Linked DNA regions of Hordeum vulgare: region 1 is linked to region 2. Evidence: chromatin contacts called from public Hi-C data. All regions are on one chromosome and are shown on one strand. The core of a region is the stretch at or near the end of the contact, and the rest is flanking DNA. Distances in the headings are between cores, read along the strand shown. Region 1 has its middle 15 kb from the start of LOC123401591. Region 2 overlaps LOC123401436.

The links. Hi-C and Micro-C count contacts between places; a contact is called where the count stands out from the background.
Region 1: a Hi-C map of leaf shows a contact between it and region 2, with 3 times the contacts expected there. The contact joins two enhancer-like sites. A contact is called at or near these places in 2 of 6 Hi-C or Micro-C datasets (both in leaf).

Annotation. Positions count from the first base shown.
Region 1 is chr6H:503,779,335-503,786,197 of MorexV3_pseudomolecules_assembly, forward strand. No RefSeq gene overlaps it. Among protein-coding and RNA genes, the nearest start is that of LOC123401591, 15 kb to the right of the region's middle. Within about 2 kb of position 2,882, at least 2 of the 3 cell types and tissues checked have open chromatin away from gene starts, as enhancers often do. A contact at or near this core is called in leaf, where this site is marked.
Region 2 is chr6H:503,058,368-503,065,158 of MorexV3_pseudomolecules_assembly, forward strand. It overlaps LOC123401436, which reads right to left. Exons shown (of 23, transcript XM_045095252.1): 18 at 6,715-6,791; 19 at 6,443-6,627; 20 at 6,223-6,361; 21 at 6,055-6,114; 22 at 5,878-5,949; 23 at 5,259-5,796. The coding sequence ends at 5,683. Among protein-coding and RNA genes, the nearest start is that of LOC123401436, 15 kb to the right of the region's middle. Within about 2 kb of position 4,969, at least 3 of the 3 cell types and tissues checked have open chromatin away from gene starts, as enhancers often do. A contact at or near this core is called in leaf, where this site is marked.

The DNA.
Region 1 (6,863 bases), core at 1,632-4,131, 720 kb after region 2:
CAGCAAGGACTTGATATTGAGGTCGATTTCACGAATCGGCATGAGTCTCACGGGCTACTGGGATTAACAATATTATTCTATCCTTTAGATGCATACTAGATTGTAGGATAGCACACACCTTGAGGGCTACTGCTATACATCTCGGCATTTGCAAAAATGCACAAGATGTCTAGACTAGTTCCTGAGATGATACGATACTAGGGTCTAACATGTTGCCCAACCTAAGTCTCGGGGGCTACTCCATTGATGATTCAACGCAGTAAATTTAAAAAAGAAATACGAGTTGCGAGGAGATTACGATCCTCGGGTTGGTCGGTCGCACCCAACCTAAGTCTCGGGGGCTACTGCACATCGCATTTCTGTTCCTAAAGTATGATGTCGAGCAAGGACTTGATCCTCAGGATGATTTCACCAATCGACCTGAGTCTGAGGGGCTACTGGAATCAATGGTTTTATTCTATCCTTCAGGTGCATACTGTACTTTAGGCTGACACACACATTGAGGTCTACTGGTTATACATCTTGGCACGGAATAGATTTCACTGATAAAAAATCCACAAAATATCACCCCAAGACCAAGGTGGTTTACCACCTCAAAACTAGCCTCAGAGCTCAGCTGTGACTCGTTGGCTGCATAGGAGAATTTTACGGTGTGAAGATCTGCTAAAGTCTTTCAAGTTTTTCAAGATTGAGGTGATATTTTACACCTCGAATGTTGTTTGGCATTGGAGTTCGGCTGCAACAAGACCCCTAGGATGTAATCTGACCTTGGATCTCGGATGCAAGAGGACACCGTCGCACGGGAAATACATTGAATCCGAGGTGTGGCGTAAAAATAACAAGGTATTGATAAAGGTCAGAACTTAAAGGGGCTCCTTGAATGCACGACGACTGTACTCTTCGGATACACCTCGACAATATTCGAGATTGGAAATGAGAATATTTGTTGAACCAACCTTCAAGACCGGCGACAAAGACGAGGAACAGTTCAGAAGAACCGAGGAGTGTCCCCAACTCGAAGACCGGTTCAGGGGCTACTGGTGGAGTCCTCGACTAGGGGTACTCACCATGTCATCTCTCGACCAGGTGGGTTGGGCTGAGGACCCTCATGGCGATTCACTAATGGGCCATTTTGGGCAGCCCATGACGCATACAACGAAGATCCACACAACTTGGCATACAAGATGATGACTCTTCTAAACCCTAGGCCTCCGATGCATTATATAAAATGAGGCCATGCTAGTCAATAGATGATTACAAGTTAAATCAACAATCTTGTGGTAGATACTTGTACTCTATACTATACCCCTTATCAATATAATCAAAAGCATGACGTAGGGTATTATCTCTTCGAGAGAGCCCGGACCTAGGTCAAATCATGTGTCCATGTTACCATCGTCCCAAGACGCTAGCTTAGGACCCCTACCTCAAGATATGCCATATTTAGCACCAACACCAACGATGTGGTGACCATGGGAAGTGGATCCCTTTGGTGAATGGTTTGGCCAAGACTAGCGTCAACGCCGAGAGCACAAGAAAGGGAGCAACGAGTGTAGTTTGTTGAGATGCTTTTGGGATATTTTTGGAGACGCCTTCTATTGTGGTGGAAAGATTTTTTGATCCGCCTCTCTAGACTCTGGAATCTCTAGCATCCAGCAAAGCTTCGTCACTTGATTCGATCTTAGTGTGTGCCGCATTCAGGTGGCCACAAATTTCTTAGAGGTGGTGAAGAACATTAGAGAAGATAACCCTAGTGCTTATCTTGTCCTTATAAATGAGGTCATCGCCCAGCAACGAATGTTGGAGAGCGCTTTCTTATCGCGTGAGAAAAGGTCTTCCAACTTTGAAGCTCACAACCTAGTTAAAGGTGAAGTTTCTTTGGGGCGCCACGTTTGGTTCAGCTTCCCACAATATATTATTCACAATGTATTACTATAATAAATGAGAACAACATATAATAAATTGCGCGGCGATTCTAAAAAACTATTTGGACTTTAGAAACAAAGTGAAGTCCACTCAAAAAAAGAAAAGAATAAAAACAAGGTCAACTAACACAAAGTACTCCAATTCTCCGACCTACGTAATACGGCGCATGAGCAATCACACACCCATTGTTGGAAGTTGTGCATCAGATAGGGACCCCGATGCACAGCAGCTCCCAACTGGGCTGGCCCATCTAGCGACGTGGTACTATAGTGGTTTGTTACTATACACACTCAACATTGTAGCCGTTTGTTTTTTTACTGTTGTTTTCCTTTGTTTCTCAAAAAAATACTTCGGTAGTATTGAACACTTTTGAAAATGTCGACAACTTTTTAAACATGAACGTTCTTTGATAAATCAAAAACTATTTGAAAACTCAAACATTTTAAGAAAATGATAACAAATCAAAGTTTTTTTGAAAATAAGTCAATTTTTGTTTAAATTCCCCATAATGTTTGGAAAATGTGAGCATTTAAAAAAAACATAAACATGTTATTGTCAGCAGTTTTCTAAATCCAAACATTTGAAAGAAAAAATAATATTTTGATTTTTTAACACTTTTTCAAAATTGTGACTAATTTTGGAAACTCTATGTTTACTAATAAGACAATAGTTTTTCAAATTCTGACTGATTTTATAAATCCATGGGCATTTTTTGAAAATTTGTACTTTTGAGAAAATAAAAAGAAATAGAAAAAAGTAACAAAGCATGAAAAAAAACTATAAAGAAAGAACCAAAAACTAAAAATGGTTAATGAACCTTCTAGAAAGGTACCCAAGACCGGTAAACACTACAAGGATCCCAAAGATGGGTTTGGGTATGAACACCTTACACGGCCGGACCAGCTAGATCACTCGCTCAACAACTCTGCGCGAAGCGTCGACATTACGACCATTGAGCGTTGAATAGTATTAGCAGCCATTATCACCCGCGCTAACTGTGCTGGCCCATATAGGGGCTGCAAGCACTGAGCTTCCCTGGTATTTCTTAATCGGGTTTCTTAAATCGGCTACAGAAAATCACCTACAACATACTTTTTCAAAGTTAATTGGCCACTTCCTATTAAAAGAAGGCCGGTTTATTTTTATAAGCGATTGACTTCAGGTAAGATTAGTTATCATATTTTCTCTTTAATTTATGAATTGATATTACTTATTATTATTATTTTTATAAACATAACAAATCTAGTTCTGAGTATATTTTTTGAAAATTATTTGTGAGTTTGTTTATTTTAAAAAAAAGTACGCAATTTAAATTTTTCTTTCAATTTACAAATACGTTCATGAATTCGAAAATTATAAAAATATCAAAAAATCTTCATGTATTTAAAAAATGCTACCATATATTCAAAAAATCGATGTGACAAATGTCTCTCAATTTCAAAATATGTTCATGAATTTGTTAAATGTTTTCAAATTTTAAAACAAATCACGAATGTGAAACATTTACGAATTTCCAAACTGATAAATTGGGTAAATAAGTTCAAAAAGAAAGAACACGAAAGAAAAATGGTAGAAAAAGAAACGGAGAAAATACCGGTGGGAGAAAATACATAGGAGAAGCCCATGAATGAGTTGGCTCATAGCCTCACTTGCATTCCCCAGAAGGTGCGTGTTATAATTATGTAAAATAATCTTCCGTGTATGTAACACCTTTTTTTGCCATGTCTAAGATTTTGCATGCAAAAAGGACTAGTTTAACGCCCATGCGTTGCCACGGTTTAACAAACAATCATTGTAATTCAAAACATGGCACATGTGGCTTATGGGTGCACATGTGGCTTATGAATGTGTTGTGACAAATATCATCTTCTATTTAATAATATAACAAAATCCATGTGACTCGTATTCAAGTCCACCTTCACAGAATTGCTTTGTGCTCCACAATGAAGAAAACCATAGGGCCTCTTTTCCACCCAACTTTGACATATTTTTTCTCCATCCATCTTGGATAAAAAATATTACTCTCCATACTAATTTACATGGCATGTGAGCATTCAAAATACAACTTCGGCCATCAATTTCACCACTTAAACATGCATTATGTTAGAGAAAAAATTGCCAAATTCGTTTTCAAGAAATGTTTCCAATGGTATAATTGTATGTCACATAGCACATATATTACTGAATAAGTTAGTAGCAAGGGTGTACAACTTTTTACGAAATTCAGATTTGTGAAGACATGTTCTCTCCCTCCTTGCAACCCGTCTTAGCTTTGCTAAGAGTTTCGGTGTTGTAATTGCCATGCAATAAAGATTTTCTCGGTATGTATAAGAAGGCGACAATAATCTATATATATCTCTACTATTAAAGCAGGATGTGCCGTCGTGATGGTTCAACCTCGCTCATAGTTCGACCACCTCCTCCCACCCCCATCGTCCCACTGATTTCTTTCAATACCCTCCAAAAACCAACGGCAATTAAACAGGTTCGACTATCCTCCCACCCCTCGATCGTACAGTAAAAAAAACCCAATCCATCCCGCACGCGCGAGCACGATTTGGTCAACCTCCTTCGATAACTCTCCTCGATCCTGATCCCTCCATCTCGTGACGCACCCACGATCTTCACTATCTTCTGCCCACGATCTTCCATCGAGGAGGAAGTAACCAGAATCGAGGCGGAAGGGATTGGCGGAGGGATGCGCGGGCGCGGGCGCAGATCTCGCGGCCCGGCGGATCACCTTGTCCTGCGCGCAGGCTTTGGCGGCGGCGGCGGCGTCGGTGGCCTCGTCGTGCTCGCCCGAGGACGATGAGCGGGGTGTCCGGGCTGGCGACGCCCTCGCTCCTGCCGCTATCATCATCGGTCGCCGCAGCGGGCTTCTCAGCTGGCGGGGCCGCGGGGGTCCTCCGCGGCCGGCGCTGCCCACGATCTTCCATAGAGGAGCAAGAAATTGGAATCGAGGCGGAAGGGATTGGCGGAGGGATGCGCGGGCGTGGGCGTAGATCTCGCGGCCCGACGGCTCACCTTGTCCTGCACGCAGGCTTTGGCGGCGGCGGCCTCGGTGGCCTCGTCGTGCTCGCCGTCCTCGAGGAAGGCGAGCGGGGTGTCCGGGCTGGCGACGCCCTCGCTCCTGCCGCTATCATCATCGGCCGCCGCGACGGGCTTCTCCCTCACTCTGTCTCTCTCGGCGAAGCCAACCAAAAAATTTACCCTCTCCAATGGCGTTGGCATGCTCCCCCGAACCCCCGCTCATGGCAAGCGTGTGACTGATCGATTCCGTGCAACCTCCATTCCACGGCATTGGTGCGGTGTTGCGTCCCCACCTCCCTCACTATGTCTCTCTCGTGTTGTTTATTCTTGCGCCCCGAGACGGCAGGACGAGGAGGAATAGGAAAGCGCAGCCCAACTCCCAACGCTTTCTCCTCCCGGCCAGCGCTGGCCAGTTCGTGGGCGATCCCCAGAGCCTGAGTCGTTGACGGCCCGGTTTGTCTTCGGTCTTCTCCCGGGGCTTCTTCTCCTCCAGGTACGGGGAACTTTTCTCCTTTCTTGATTCCATTTCTTGTTCTTGTTGTTACCTGGCTGGATTGGTTCTTCAGTTGATTCTTTCTCGTCCATGCTCTGATGATGATATTGAACCACTCGTGCTCACCATGTTCCCCTGGAGATTGGTAAATCCTATGCTTGTATCTGAAACTCTGAAACCATCCACCTGAAATCCATCAGGCTCTGTTCATCTGAACCCCCCTGCAATATTATTGTACTGTAACTCCGCAAGACTGCAAGTATTATGAATATTATTATGAATGTGTTCATCTTTTTAGACGGAAATGAACATGCCTAGCATCAGCAGTACAGATTTAGGGACTCCCAAATCTTTATGCTTGATAGCAATTTGCTTGGAGCATGCAACTTTGCACCTGACAATTTTGTGTGTCTACACTTCCTGATAGACGAAAGGTATTCCCAAGGGCAGTTTCAGTTTTATTTAGACATGCACATTATCTTGCAGTGTTGTTTGTAAATTATTTTCCAGGTTTGTCCGTCACCCCGTCCGGCGCTCATCTCCGTTACCGTCGCTGGGGTCAACTAGCATGTATGGTAACACATATACGATGAAGACTGATGTGTATTTGTTCCTCCATCAGTTACTTTAGAAGTTAATCCTGTAGTTTAAAAACATATGTAATCCTTTTTTGGCCTCTTCTTCATACGAATTTGCTACAAGCTATTGGTTTTCACACATATATCCATGGGCAGTTTTAGGTGATGAACAATATATATAATAACGTGAGAACAATATAGGAGGAAAGAACATGTATAATAAAAAAAATCCGTCTTAGCAAAATTTGTCATACTTCTGGCTCCTAATATGCGTATGAGCTTCATTGATTATTCACCTCGTGGTATTGAGTTGTAAAATTCCTTTGATCATTAGCATGTGTGTACGGATGCTTGCAGGAGGGGGAGGATCCAAACTAGATTGTTGTCCAAGTCGCCGCCCACCTTTGACATTGTTGCGTCTAGGCCATCGCCCATCTCCCCCATCTTTATCTCTGGTCTAACTAAGAACTTTTTTTTCATATGGTACAAATGCATTTATTACTTATTTTGATGTGCAGTATGTAGTGATATTGGTATATTTCGATGCTACAATCAGCATTTAATACTTACTCGGACTGATCAAACAATGCTCTGATGCAAGATTTATCCTTCTGTCACTAGATTAAGAGAAACTCTTATACTAGCTGTTTCTTGTTTTTCTTCTCTCAAATAGGAGCTTCACTTGCGATGTGCTAAGAGGTACTGGTGTGTTTACTGTTCATGGATGACATGATCAAGGAGGTAGAGAGAAAATGCTTTGTAAATCAAGACAAACAATATGGTGAATCTAACATTATGAAGAAGTTAAGTAGTACGTACTATTTTTTCAACATACC
Region 2 (6,791 bases), core at 3,719-6,218:
CACGAGCTAGGGGCGAGGAGAGGCGGCGGTTTGAACGGGAATGGAACGAGGAGGACGAGGGGCTTCTTATAGAGGCGACGGGAGGCGCCGGGAAGGTATGTGCGTCGCGAATCCCGGAGGAGGGGATCTCCTCTCCATGGAAGGAAAGCTTCCTGTCACGTGAGAGAGAGAGAGGAGGAAGAAGAAGATCTCTTGTTGGGCCAAAAATAGGAAAGTGTTTAATGGGCCAGGGGGTATTTCCTAATAAAAGGGATTTTCTTCCTATTTTCAAAACTAGGAAACTAAAACGTTAAAAAGGAAATCAAATCAATTCGGAATAAAGAGTTTTTATATACTAAAATTATCACAAAAATAAAATATAGATGATGGGCATTTTTCCACGGCAAAAATAAAAACTTTAAAAAAATGTTTTTTTTCAAAAATTCCCTAAATTGCTTTATTTCTCTTTGCAAATATTTTTGCAAATAAACCTTGGGTTTCTTGGCTCAAATATCTCAGAAATTTGCCCGTACGTTGGAGGGTCATTTTCCTCCGCTCTCTCTCTCTTGCGTGCAAGAGAGTATTTCCCGGGCTTTTCGTGCGAGGAGAAAGAAATGGACATGCAAAAGAATCCAATGCAAATATCTCCGTTCAAATTCTTTATAATTGAAGAAGTCATGTCATCTTCTCTCTTGGATTTTCAAAAGCTTGAATTTGAATTCAGCGGAGAAGGGGAAAGTCATTTTATTCCTTCTCTTTCAAAAGCTTCGAAAAGTTTCAAATCTCACACAAGTTTCAGTCACTGAAGCAACCAACAAACAATCAATCTAATGATTATATTAACATTCCAAAATTTATAATTTTGGGATGTTACACAAGGCCTATGGGCTTCCCCGGGTTGGGTTGCCCCCCCCCCCCCGGTGAACTCCCGGAACCCATTCTTCATTCCCGGTACATTCCCGGTAACTCTGAAAACCTTCCGGTAATCAAATGAGGTCATCCTATATATCAATCTTCGTTTCCGGACCATTCCGGAAACCCTCGTGACGTCCGTGATCTCATCAGGGACTCTGAACAACATTTGGTAACCAACCATATAACTCAAATACACATAAAACAACGTCGAACCTTAAGTGTGCAGACCCTGCGGGTTCGAGAACTATGTAGACATGACCCGAGAGACTCCTCGGTCAATATCCAATAGCGGGACCTGGATGCCCATATTGGATCCTACATATTCTACGAAGATCTTATCGTTTGAACCTCAGTGCCAAGGATTCATATAATCCCGTATGTCATTCCCTTTGTCCTTCGGTATGTTACTTGCCCGAGATTCGATCGTCAGTATCCACATACCTATTTCAATCTCGTTTACCAGCAAGTCTCTTTACTCGTTCCGTAATACAAGATCCCGCAACTTACACTAAGTTACATTGCTTGCAAGGCTTGTGTGTGATGTTGTATTACCGAGTGGGCCCCGAGATACCTCTCCGTCACACGGAGTGACAAATCCCAGTCTTGATCCATACTAACTCAACGAACACCTTCGGAGATACCTGTAGAGCATCTTTATAGTCACCCAGTTACGTTGCGACGTTTGATACACACAAAGTATTCCTCCGGTGTTAGTGAGTTATATGATCTCATGGTCATAGGAACAAATACTTGACACGCAGAAAACAGTAGCAACAAAATGACACGATCAACATGCTACGTCTATTAGTTTGGGTCTAGTCCATCACGTGATTCTCCTAATGACGTGATCCAGTTATCAAGCAACAACTTTCATAATCAGAAGACACTGACTATCTTTGATCAACTGGCTAGCCAACTAGAGGCTTGCTAGGGACAGTGTTTTGTCTATGTATCCACACATGTAAATGAGTCTTCATTCAATACAATTATAGCATGGATAATAAACGATTATCTTGATACAGAAATTATAATAATAACTATATTTATTATTGCTTCTAGGGCATAATTCCAACAGACATCACATAGCTACTGGTCATGGACTCATGGTCCAAGGAGGACTACTCACGGCACGTCCGAGAAGCGTCCATGGCGGTGGAGAAGCTCCCAGAGGTCAATCCTCCCTCCGGCAGGGTGCCGGAAAGAGGTCTCCTGACGCTCCCGATCTCGGAAGCGCTGCGGCGGTGGAACGATGGAGAAATTCGCGATTCCAGAAAGTCTGAAAGGGTTTCCTCTCGGGAATCTAAATATAGGCCAAAGGAGGGCACCGGAGGAGGTGGGGCCCACCCAGGCGGCCTCCTGGCGCGGCCTAGGGCCTGGCCGCGCCAGCAGGTCGCTTGGGCAGCCCCTCGCCCCCTCTGGCCCATCTTCGGTGATCCGGAAGCTTCTGTTTCGCTGATTTTATACTTTTTTTTCTGGAATTTTTTGGGCTTCGGAAAATTGGGTAAAAGCCCCTGCAAAATAGACATGAGCAAAGAGAAACTGACATTGGATGCACAAAGTTAGCAGGTTAGTCCAAATATGTGTAAAATGATATAAAAGTGTAGAAAAACATATAACAATGTCATCCAAAAGATCATGGAACAAGCAGAAATTATAGATACGTTTGGGACGTACCACGCGTCTTGGCGACGTCGGCTTTATATAGACCGTCGGGGGAAGGGGAGGCGACGGGGCGGTTGGGCAGCGTTACTCCCCCGGAGTAAATGCATTGCCTCAGGGAGGCGACGAGCCTCGGGAAACGACAGCTTCACGCGTTAATGCGCCGGCCTCGGGAGATGGCAGGACCAACGATCAATAGGCGGCGGCATCACGCGTTAATGTGCCGGGCCTCGGGAGACGGCGGACCGACGGTCAATAGGCGACGGCGTCCGGCGTTAATACGGCGGGCCTCGGGAGACAGCAAACTGACGACGCAGGCGGGATTAATGGCGGCGGTCTCGGGAGACGGCGAACTGACGACACAGACGGGATTAATGGCGGCGGCCTCGGGAACCGACAGTCAATCTGGAATCGGCGCGAAGGGGTCTGGTTTGACCGCGGTCAGGGCGATGCGGGGTGACGTGGAGACGACGCGCCACGTGAGCTGGCGCGGGTACGACGCGTACCCCAGGTACCTGTACGTCGCCCGACCGTCCGCTGACGCCGCGAGGCTGACGCGCTTACGTTGGAACAGGGAAAAAGACCATCCTACCCTTTTTTGTGAAAGAGTATCATTCAATCTAAACCGTTGTTGTGTTCGAGGATTGTACTGAAGAAGAAGTCTATTTTGTTTTGAATGCATTTAAATGTTTATTGATAATATTTCATGTATACATATATTCATAATTCTTATTATATTGTTTATTTTAAGGGTTTGAATTTTGATTTCGCTCCGGGTCCCAAAATCGTAGGACCGCCCCTGATGGGGAGAGCATTTTATGGTGGTAGCTGGTACGGAATAAATTGTTGTGGAAGAATCACGTGGGGCACTCGTTGGATAGCGAGGTCAACATAAGCGGTTGGTCGAAATTGCAGTGCTAGTCACCCGCATAAGGAAAAATGCAGTGATAGAAACCTATTCCATCATTGTTGTTTCATTTTGTGGAGATTAGTAGAGAGTGGAGACACAGTGCACAAAACGTGATCGCCACCAACCGAACCATCCCCGAGACTCCGAGAACCATCGGAAGCCTGTCAGATCCGGGATCATCGTCCCTCAAGTCTGCGAGGCCACCAACCAGGTTGCTCTAGTCTGGTCCGGTCTGCATATACCATGCAAGTTGGGTTTTGCAGCTCATTTTTGTTTCTATTTTTTAACATGATATAATTGAAGTCGTTCATATACATGAATATACATTGATCTTTATAAACGTATATACGTATATCCTATTTCTATGAACATTTTCAAAAGACTGAGCCGAAACATCATATAAAGATTGACGAAGTCGTTACAGACGTCTTTCGACAGAAATGTCTTCTTTTAATAAATGCACATCGTTAAAAGACCTAAAATAAATTGAAAAATGCGGGCATAAATATCAAGTGTATGACTTGAACTCTAATGAACAGGGAATATCATTATTCTCCTAACCAATCAACCATAGTTTGGTTTCACCAACCTTTTTTTATAAAGAATTTCACATTTTAACCTCTAGATATGCATTTGTGACACTAATTACTCCGTTGAATAAAAATTTGTCTAGAATAGCTCTTTTGAAAGCTTTGGATTCTTGTTTCTGATGCGTGTCCATTAGGAAAGATATGAGGTGACATCTGAGGTCCAAAAATATTCGGAAGAGGAGAGGAAATGGAATAGATAAATAAGAAAAGTCTGGACATGATCGTCATTGATGTCCTCTAATTTTCATACTTTTTTTACGAACCATTAACGCAACATGCCGATACTATTTAATGTAAATAAACAAAATGCAAAATCAGGATAAAAGCGTAAAAATCAGAAAATTCTGATATTTCGATAGAAGTTTCACTAAATCGGGTAATGCGTGTCACAAATGTATAACTGCAGGATAAAAGATGGAATTCACTCTTTCTTCACAGAAATAAACCCGACGAATGATTTACACGGTACGTTGGGCTGCCCTGTCCGCACTTGCTTGAAAGTGAGATCTGAACGTTGACTTGCCGCTGGACGGTGTGAACGTTACTGGCCTCCACGCGAAGGTGTTCCACCCATGCGATCGGTCCGGACTCGTTCTGGTCTGGGCTGGGCGTACTCTTGTCCTTGCAGTAGCGTTTCTTCTCGAGACAGTAACTACAGCGCACACAGACAGCACCGTCGCCATCCAGGCGGAGGATCGCACGACAACTACCCCGGCGTGCCGACTCGCTCGCACGATGACGCCTCATGATTGCCCTGGACGCGACGAAAAGAAAGAGAATCGCGGTCCCTCCAGCGTGACCACGCATCAGCACGGAGAGAGAGCATTCACACATTCCCAGCTGTTGGATCACTCTCTCTCTCGCCTGCAGATCCTGTACCGCATGGCACCACGTGGTGCGCGTGTGGTCCTGCTTGGGTCCAGAGCCACTCGTGAGCAGATGCGGATTAGGATTAGCACCGCCCAGTCACCACCACGCCCTCATGTCCATATGTTCCAACCACCGCGTCTCTAGTCCTGACGTGCATGGTTACCATCCCCTGACGCTCCAATTGAGACGGGTAAGATTATACAACAGCTTCCCTCAACAACGACAAAAAAGATTATACAACAGCTTAACTGCTGATGTTTTGTTAATTTTCAAATAAGAAGAAAAAACGGCAACTCACAAGTATAGGAGTAAATAAAGAGCGCAGACCAACGATCGAGACTCAAAATGTCATCTTTATTACACACCGACACAGGTAATACTCTGGAATCGTTGTGATCTGGAACACTTGAGGACTGTAATGAAAAAATTGCTTCATTGAGTTCAAGTCCTAGGAATTAGTGCCATTACAACAACTGAAACTTTCTGGTGCTACTTACACCTGGATCAGGCTCATGCTGAGCTGGAGCAAATTTGTAGCTCAGCATTACATTGTCGGAAATTTTCGGAATCGCCGGTAATACCAGCTACTGGCAAAACTTGGAACTTTGTCGTTTGACTTGATATTTTGCTATTTGTACAGGGTCACTGAGGCTGTATAAATAGGCTCTAGGCGAAAAATGGGGGCTGACTTCCTATCGCTAAATAGGCGGCCTATTGATTTTACAAACAACACTGTTGGGAAGTTGCTACTAGAACATGTCAGTTGCCGAACCCAAACGGCGATTTTGTCCTGCTGCCATCTTCCCCATACTGTTCGTTCCATTTCCTTAACTCGTTCATACTTGTCGCGTTATAAGAAACAGACGGGCTTACCTGCATATGGAATAGCCAATGTAAGAGTAATGCGAAACACAAAACTTGCTAATTTTAGGAAAATTGATGAGCCGACGGTACCTTGGCTTTTGCCTGTATAAAATCATCCAATACAAGGGGTCTTAAGTGAGTGCTGTTGCTACTTGCACGTCCCTACAGAAGACAGTAAACATGCAAGGAATTAAGAGATGCACACAAGTTTTGATGATTGTGAACATGTTTACATCGCGACCACAGTTAAAAGGTCAGCAAAACTACCTTCTTTTCTTCTTCTAGAAGTTCCTGAACTGGCCTGTATGCTGAAGCTATGCATAGGTTCTGCACATTAAACATTTGAATGATTGCACACAAACAAGAACAAAAACAGCACGGTTTCACTTTCATTCAACTACAGGGAAGAAGGTAACGAATGCTCTTGTTTAATACCTTCAGATCACTTCCTGAATAACCTTCTGTCGCATTAGCAAGTTCATCGAATTTAAAATCAGATTCTATGTTTTCTTTAGCAAGTAAAATCTTGAGAATTTTATTTCGGTTTTCTGCATCTGGAAGGCCAACATATATCCTGTACATGATGAAACAGGTGAACACCTTGCTATATCAGTATAGCTTGAATGAAAGCAAAGAGCACAAGCGCGTATATTACCGTCTAGGTAAACGCCGTATAACAGCATCGTCTAAATCAAATGGACGATTCGTAGCACCAAGAATAAGGATACGTTGGTTCTCTTTGGACCTTAGACCATCCCAAGCTGCCATAAATTCATTCCGCATCTTCCTTGTTGCTTCATGCTCAAGTGCACCCCCTCTGGCGCCAAGTAAGCTGTCAACCTGTCATATCAGATGAAATTGCATCATACCAAGAGATTGCTCATAACCAAGGTAATGGTAACCATTTTCCTATTGAAGTGAACATACCTCGTCTACAAATATGATGACAGGGGCTAGACGGCTAGCAAAAGAGAAAAGGGCCTTCGTCAACTTCTCAGCATCTC